Regions from separate parts of the Danio rerio genome. Here regions 1 and 2 are each linked to region 3. The links are chromatin contacts, called in public HiCAR-type maps. All regions are on one chromosome and are shown on one strand. The core of a region is the stretch at or near the end of the contact, and the rest is flanking DNA. Distances in the headings are between cores, read along the strand shown.

Region 1 (2,700 bases), core at 122-2,621, 210 kb after region 3:
AAATGGTCTACTACTTTTGAATGGTTAATATTAATAGGGGTGTGAAGGCTGCAATACAGATATTACAAAGTCAGTTCATCCAATTTAACGACCCAAAAGTTTTAATATGCAGCTTTTGTGCTTACATTTTTTATCATTTTATCATTTTTTTACTGTATTATTTGATCTCCTTTTTTACATTTTATCTTAATGCAAAATAATATTAACATGTAAAGCACATTTCTTTGCCTGATTTAACTGCTAGACTAGTCCATGACTGAAGGTGTGGAAACCTCACTGTACAAAATATGATATAAAACAATGTTATATATAATTTTACAGGAGTCATTTATACTTCTATGTTTTTATTTGGGGGCCCTCAGATTTTGGGGGCCAAGATTGTCTTGCTTATCGGTTAAATCCGCCCCTGCATATTTATTTACAGAACAACTCACAGAAATCAACCATCATTTTAATTTGGGGATGAAAGTTTTTATTCACTGTATTTATGTTTTACTTCAGGGACAGATAATGTATGTTTCTGATGGAATGTCCCCAATACTCTTTTGAGTAATATCCTGAGTAATATTCTCTATCCTGAGGCAGCAGACAAAGACAATAAATAAATTTGACACTGTTAGGGACTTTCCCAAATTCTCCCACCGGTGAACTGTAAATGATCAAGCATTATGTAATGGACATATGGGATCATAATACGTTTAAATGGTCTACTAATGTTGTTAAATGTTTAATAATATGAGTGTGAAAGCTGCAATAAAGTTATTACAAAGTCAGTTCATCCCAATTTAAAGACTGACAAGTGTACAAATCTTATAGGTTACACTTTGAGATCCCCCTCGAAGTTTAGCAATACTTTTCCTGTTCACAAAACGCACAGAAACATGATATTGCATTGCATATTAACTAATATCTGTCAAAAAAAATAATGACACTTTATATTTGGCATTCAGAAATTGCTCGGAATTTCTCCAAAGCCATGTTTGTGTTAGCAGGAGTTACTCTGGGGAGATAAACACAAGCTAAATGGAAAAAAATGAGTGTATTTCAACACCACAGTTCTCCTGGAGAATCCGCCGATTGCACACAGCGCTCGCTCTGGCCAAACCGATGCACGCGCCACACTCCGTTGTCAAGAAACAGAACTGAGAGGTTTGAGCGCAGAGCCTTTATATATGTTTCTAAAAATACCGTCCAATCAGCGCGCAGGCCCGTCCAGTTGAATTGCCCAATCGAAGCGCCAGAAGGAGGCCCCTATTTCCATAATCGTCTCTCATTGGCTTAAAGTGATATCATATGCACCCGCGCAAGCTGGGGGCCAGCGATTGGTCGCGCGTAGAGGCACCGTCACGCTGTCACGAGGGGGTAGGCAGGCTGCGAGGTTTGAACAGGGGAAGTTGACAGAGCGCAGCGCTGTGCGTGAGTTCAGTGTTTGCAAATATAGAGAGATCTCAACAGACGGACTAGCGGACTCCGAGCAAAGCGACGGCTGCACCGCGTTGCTATTGCACGAAGAGGACGCTTGCTTTGTTTGCTCGTCACACTTTATCTTGATTCAGCAAGATACATCTATCTATTTTTTTGGTCTTGATACTCGGGATTGCAATGGATGTTCTACCAATGTGCAGCATTTTTCAGGAACTTCAGATCGTCCACGACACTGGCTATTTCTCTGCATTGCCATCGCTTGAAGAATACTGGCAACAGGTAACTGATTTTTAAAGTGATTTTTGGATGAAACTTTTGCTGTGATTGGTTAAGAGAGAGCTAGTGGTTCGACTTTGTTGCTTTTAAACAGGAAACAGAGTTATTTAGCATCCGCGCGGCGCTGTAACAGTTTAAATGACGTATTTACGCGGATACATTGTAGCGCGGTCACTGCTGTCAGTCAGTGGAGTCTATGCGTGCGTCTGTGTTAGTGTACTTTTTAGTGCACAGAATAGACTAACGAGCAAGTGGACTAAGTAAAATATAAACACTTGGCTCATTTTCTTACTCAAACATAGATTGGTTTGATTTGACAGTCTTCAGCACATGTTGTGTCACATAACGGGGTTTATAGGAGGTGCTTATTAACTCCCATAGCTGGTTATTCTGCTTGATAGTGATATACTTGTGATGGAACTGTTGCAGTATTTTTGGCACGATCATATGAATGTTTCTCCTGAAACTGATCCAGGTAGTTTCCCCTCCGGCTTTTGGGGGATTCTGGCATGGAGCCATAAGAGCGTATCTCATGGCATTTAAACACGTTTCCCAGCAGAGAGTGCTGAAATGATAGTTAAGACTCTGTCGTCGTTTACTCGCCATTATGTTGTTTTAAAATGCCATGAGTATTTATTTGGTGGAAATAATACGAGATGCCAAGCACGACGTTAGTGACTGACAGCCTCAGTCGCCATTCACTTCCAGTGCATTCAACCAAACTGAATGGTGACTGATCTGTCAGTCTGCTTGACATTTCGTAAATATTAAACACTAAATCATTCTGAAACAAACACTATACCTGATGGAGAAGCTGTAGAATCGATTGCTTGATAGGCTCCAGGCCATATTTCGCACATAGATATCGTGTTTTATTATTATTAATATATTTTTTTGATATGCGCAGCTAAAATGCACGACTAATCGCTCATATCGAGTGGAAAACGCAGTTTGAAGCGTTTATCGAACCACTTCTGAACTGAAACGATCTGCGTTCAC
Region 2 (2,700 bases), core at 65-2,564, 200 kb after region 3:
GTTGGATTTTAGTTGCCATACCTGACGAATAAATGTCAGTATTTGACGTCAATATGACATTGGTTTAAGATGTTGGCTCGAAGCTGGATTTTGGTCAGTTTCTAACAAAACCTAAAATCAACCAAATATCAATGTAATTTCACATCGTTATTGGACATCAAAATAACGTCCTTAGATGGTGGCTAGAAGTTGAATTTTGGTCACTTGACATTCTAACCTAAATCTAACCTAATATTAACGTCTTTTGACATTGTGTGCCTGCTGGGCAATAACTAAATGCACTACAGAATGTTACGTTTACACACACCCACAAATGACATGTAAATGCATCAGCTTTTTACAGTATGATACTAAAAAAGCTACTTTTTACTCTTATTTTGAGTAATATTTACAACAGATACCTTTACTTGCACTACATTTTTATGCAAGTACTTGTACTTTTACTTAAGTAGGATTTTTCTGTACTCTTTCCACCCCTGCATTTAATAAAACACCCTACGATAACAAAGAGTAAACAAATAAAATCTAATGGAAAAAAACAAAGAGATGCATCCACAAGATGCTGTGAATTTCATTTACGTTCATATGAAAGCTGACCCTTTCCTTGTGACCCAGCTTTGCCGTGTGTTAAGCTAACAGTCTGTTTTATATCTGTGCTCCTGGTTCCTGAGGGGTTGTGTCTGGGTGATGGCACGCATCATGCCTCATTTCCTGGAGAATGCAGGACACAGGGCTCGCAGCGATGCAGACTGGTCATGAGATATGGGTTAGTCATTCTCAGGTGTTTACCCAGAGAAACAGAGGAAGAGCGAGGAGCTAATGCTACTCACATTTCACAAGGGAATACAGAGGTTTTAAATAGTGTTGCCAGACTTTTGCACTTTTTAAATGACTTGCAGCAATACATTGTGAGGGGAAATGCGTTTAAATAACATCGTTTTACTGCATTACAATTGCAAAGACAATTATGGGAGCAGAATTAAACGCCTCATTTGCTCTGTTTGACTTTTGCAATAGATTATGATGTACAGTCTACTTGTGCAGTTTTACACACTCTTGCTGCAGTTTATACTAAAGCTATATACTATTTTACTAGCTATAGCTTTTGCCAGCCCTCTATTAAATGCCCTGTTAAACATGTTTCCATTAAAAGGACACCAACTCGCTCGGTCTCTGGTGAGTCAACAGTCACACCTGAATCCCCAGCCAATGGGAACATGCACAGGTGTTTGCAAAACAACTCTGATCCGTCTCTGAGTGTGCTGACCCGGCCAAGGTAAAACAATCCAGTCAGAGAATGCCTTAGTCATGGGAAAATGACATAAGCGGTGTGATGGGAAGATGAAAGCAGTGCAGGAAAGCGGGAATGACACACTGCTCAAACATATGATATCATGGTTTAAAGTCCAGTAGAGGATGGATGATGTCATGTGCGTGGGTTTGAATGTACAAACAAAAAGCAAAACACCAAGTCAACATGCGGGCGGCAGTAACCTACAATCATGACCTACGTGTGATAACCACAGACCTCATGTAAGGAGCTTCACAAGGCTGGCTGAAACTAAACGTGCCACTTTTCACCGTATAACCGTCGTAAACACACATTAAGTGGTGCAGATAAGATGAGCAATGCGTCACTACTGACAATTTAGCTCATTCAGTTCTCCTTTAGCGCTATAGGGGAATTGAAAAAGCTAAATTGTCTGTAGTGTATGAGTGTGAATAAGTGTATGGGTGTTTCCCTGTGATGGGTAGCAGATGGAAGGGTAAAACATTGAACTTGTAGGGGAAATCGAAGCACATGGAATAAACCCACGCAAACATAAGGAGAACATGCAAACACACAGAAACACCAACTGACCCCGCCGGGACTCCCTCTTGAGTCACTGTGTGCCACACAAATAAATACTTAGAAATAATTTCTTGCAAAGATATAGATAATAAAATAAGTCAGGTTGCTTTAGACCAGTGTTTCTCAACCACGTTCCTGAAGAACCACCAGAACCGCATGTTTTGGATGCCTGCTTTGTTTGTTACACCCATCACAGGTCTTTCAGTCTCTGCTAATGAGCTGATGATCATAATCAGGTGTGTTTGTTTAAGGAGACATGGAAATTTGTGCAGAACTGGTGGTCCTCTGGGAACATGGTTGAGAAACACTGCTTTAGACCCACTCAGTCCTTCAAAGATGTTACAAATGAGCAGTTTTAAAAATACAAATCTTGCATTTCCTCATCTTACATATGATTTTTAGTCAGAGTGAGTATTAATCACTGATAGATAACTATTAATTGTAACATCCCTCTGGAAAGTGTGAGAGACAGTCTAAAACAGGAAGCAGTCTGATCGCTATTCTGAGGATTTTCAAGGAAAGCACCATTGGGTGTCATACTGTCCTGTTAGGGCGAGACAAGCTCTGCTAGTCATACCGAAAGTTACAAAATGAAACTTTCCCTGATTAGAAAGCCCCATGAGAGTTCAGGCTTGGAGTTAGTCACTTAGTATTCACTATTTCAACTGCACTCTGTGTACTCAATGTTGCTATTGTTACCATGACAAAGGGCCTCAAAATCCCTTTTGAATGTCTTATCATGATTGGTTAAATTACTGGCCATGTTAATACAAATCCAACTTGCTCCGAAATCTCATTTTCATTCAGTTTCCTGTCATTATTCCTAATTCTGCTTCACTCGGTGGATT
Region 3 (2,700 bases), core at 178-2,677:
TGCAACCCAGTATTGGAAAACATCCATACATTCTCACATTTACACACACACATTCACTACGGCCAATTTTGCTTACCCAATTCACCTATACCGCATGTCTTTGGATTGTTGGGGAAACTGGAACACCCTGGGCCTGGGGAAACCCACGCCAACACCGGGAGAACATGCAAACTCCACACAGAAATTGACCAATTGACCCATCCGGGACTCGAACCAGTGACCTCCTTGCTGTGAGGCGACATTTATTATTTTAATAAGCATATTTTTATTCACCAAGGCCAAGTTTATTTGGTCAAAACACAGTAAAACAGTCACACTGTGAAAATAAATTACAATTTAAAGTAACTCTTTCATATTTTAATAGATTTTAAAATGCAGTTGCATTGGTGTGACTTTTTCCAATTTTACTATCAGAAATTCAGAGTCACATGATGCTTCCTAAATCATTCTTACTGTATGTGCTAAATTAGTTCTCAGTTATTCTTATTGATCATTATAATATATCGTAATGAAAAACATAGAAACATAATATATATAATTGAATATATACAATAAATATAATTTAAGAAATCATTATTAATAGTGGCAGTAGGTAGTGCTGTCGCCTTACAGCAAGAAGGTCACTGGGTTGCTGGTTTGAGCCTCGGCTGGGTCAGTTGGCGTTTCTGTGTGGAGTTTGCATGTTCTCCCTGCGTTCGCTGGGTTTCCTCCGGGTGCTCTGGTTTCCCCCACAGTCCAATTACAGGTGGATTGGGTAGCAATCCAGGTGAATAAATATAATTTAAGAAATCATCATGAATGGTAAAATAAGAAAGGTGCCTACAGGGTCAAAGTTACTGTTATCAATAATATAAACAAAAACACAAATGTTCTTAATATATTTTATACACATTTTCTTAGACTAATTATCAGCTCTAAAAACAATCACCTGGTCAACTTCTATGCTTCCTACAAGCCATACATTTTTAGGATTCAGATAGAAAGATCAAAAGTACAGCATTTATTCCGAACAGAAACCCTGTCGCTTTTAATCAGTTTAATGCATCTTAGCTAAAAACAAATAATTTAATTTGTAAAAGTAACTTTTGAACAGTAGCGTATGTATGAAATGAAAAATAGATCAGAATGTGGAGTCTTGGCAAATCTGGGTGCACTTTGAGATATTGTTTACCTCTTGTATTTTTTATTTATTTATTTTTAAAACTCATATGAAGAAGACGCATATTAAGTCTTTTTAGTCCTGATTGCTGTCTGCAGGAATAAAGGAGATAACATTTAGATTCTTCTTTGCTTTGAGTCGCATGACTGAATGGATTACAGTTGTATTTCTGAAGTAAAAGTCTCCGGGAATCAGCTCTCAGACTCCCTGCAGCGATGTGTAAAATTATTCAGTTTCCTGCCGCTCATGTGAAGGTGTTTCTCTTTAACAGTGATGTAATGAGGATTTGCGGAGGTGTGAAGCTGTAGATAGATGCCAAATGTCTTTATATGTTGTGGTTTCCTGTAGAATGACTGTCTGTGTTTTTTTTAGCTACGTGTAAAAAGAAAAACCTTTATTCCAGTTCTCATCTAAAAGACAGACAAGTTTTTTTATGCAACACAGGGTCATTGGGAAAATGTGCCCAGGGCTCTCATTTTTGAGAGCCAAGAAGTGTCTGCTTACTGGTACATATGGCTGAATTGTGTGTGCAAAATAAACATAATGGAGCAATTGCGAAGACTGTTTACCTCTATATTAGTAACATTTAGACTTTAGAATTTAAAATTTATTCTGGAAATCTCTGACTTTATTCTTGAAATATTTTGACTTCAATCTTGTATAACTACTACTTAATACTCATAATATTTACACTTTGTTCTTGAAATATTACGACTTTATTCTCATATAACTAAGGCTTTATTCTCGCAATAATTCTGCTTTATTCTCAAAATATTATAACTTTAATGTCATGTAACTCTAACTTCTCTCTCGTGACATTTCAACTTTATTCGTAACATTTAGATTTTATTTTCAAAATTTTAACTTGATTCTTTTGAATATTGAATATTTTTACATCATTCTCGAAATTTTATGACTTTAATCTTGTATAACCCCAAGTTTACTCTAGTAATATTTCAACTTTATTCTCAGAATATTACAAGTTTAATCTCTTATAACTCTGACTATATTCTCGTAACATTTTGGCTTTATTTTTAAAACATTACGACTTTAATCGTGTTTAACTGTGACTTTATTCTTAGATTTTGAATATATTCTCGAAATATTATGACTTTAATCTCATATATCTCGTATATCACACAGGGAGCAGATTGAAGTTTGCTGGTAAACCAGCTCAGCTGTGGTATTGAGGTGGATATTTCCACCAACAATCCCTGCTGGTACCGGAATCGAACCTGCATGGCCATCTATAACGATCTAATAAGTGACTTAATTCTCGTAACATTTTGACTTTATTTTTGAAATATTACCACTTTAATCTTTATTTCTTTATACATTTTTTAAATGCCACTAAATGCCGTCATAGCAGTAACTATAATAGTCAGATAATAGTACTATTATTATTATATATTTAAATTAAATAACACTCCACAAATTATCCGTGGTCTAGAGTTTCTGAATGTGTATAAAAGAGTATATACTGTGTAAGTACTATTTTGCATGTCTGAATATTGCTTTTATTTTGAATTCAGATGATATTT

The links. HiCAR-type assays count read pairs that join an accessible place to other places.
Region 1: a HiCAR-type map of caudal fin shows a contact between it and region 3, with 6 times the contacts expected there. The contact joins the promoter of klf6a here to the enhancer-like site in region 3. A contact is called at or near these places in 3 of 18 Hi-C or Micro-C datasets (caudal fin, embryo and fibroblasts) and 2 of 4 datasets of contacts at active chromatin or transcription factors (caudal fin and embryo).
Region 2: a HiCAR-type map of caudal fin shows a contact between it and region 3, with 4 times the contacts expected there. The contact joins two enhancer-like sites. A contact is called at or near these places in 2 of 18 Hi-C or Micro-C datasets (caudal fin and fibroblasts) and 1 of 4 datasets of contacts at active chromatin or transcription factors (caudal fin).

The regions. Positions count from the first base shown.
Region 1 is chr24:4,335,389-4,338,088 of GRCz12tu, reverse strand. It overlaps klf6a (Kruppel like factor 6a), which reads left to right and starts at 1,371. Exons shown (of 4, transcript NM_201461.2): 1 at 1,371-1,704. The coding sequence starts at 1,603.
Region 2 is chr24:4,352,120-4,354,819 of GRCz12tu, reverse strand. No RefSeq gene overlaps it. Among named protein-coding and RNA genes, the nearest start is that of klf6a, 17 kb to the right of the region's middle. Within about 2 kb of position 1,314, at least 18 of the 62 cell types and tissues checked have an H3K27ac peak or open chromatin away from gene starts, as enhancers often do. A contact at or near this core is called in caudal fin, where this site is marked.
Region 3 is chr24:4,547,483-4,550,182 of GRCz12tu, reverse strand. No RefSeq gene overlaps it. Among named protein-coding and RNA genes, the nearest start is that of ccny, 13 kb to the left of the region's middle. Within about 2 kb of position 1,427, at least 2 of the 62 cell types and tissues checked have an H3K27ac peak or open chromatin away from gene starts, as enhancers often do. A contact at or near this core is called in caudal fin, where this site is marked.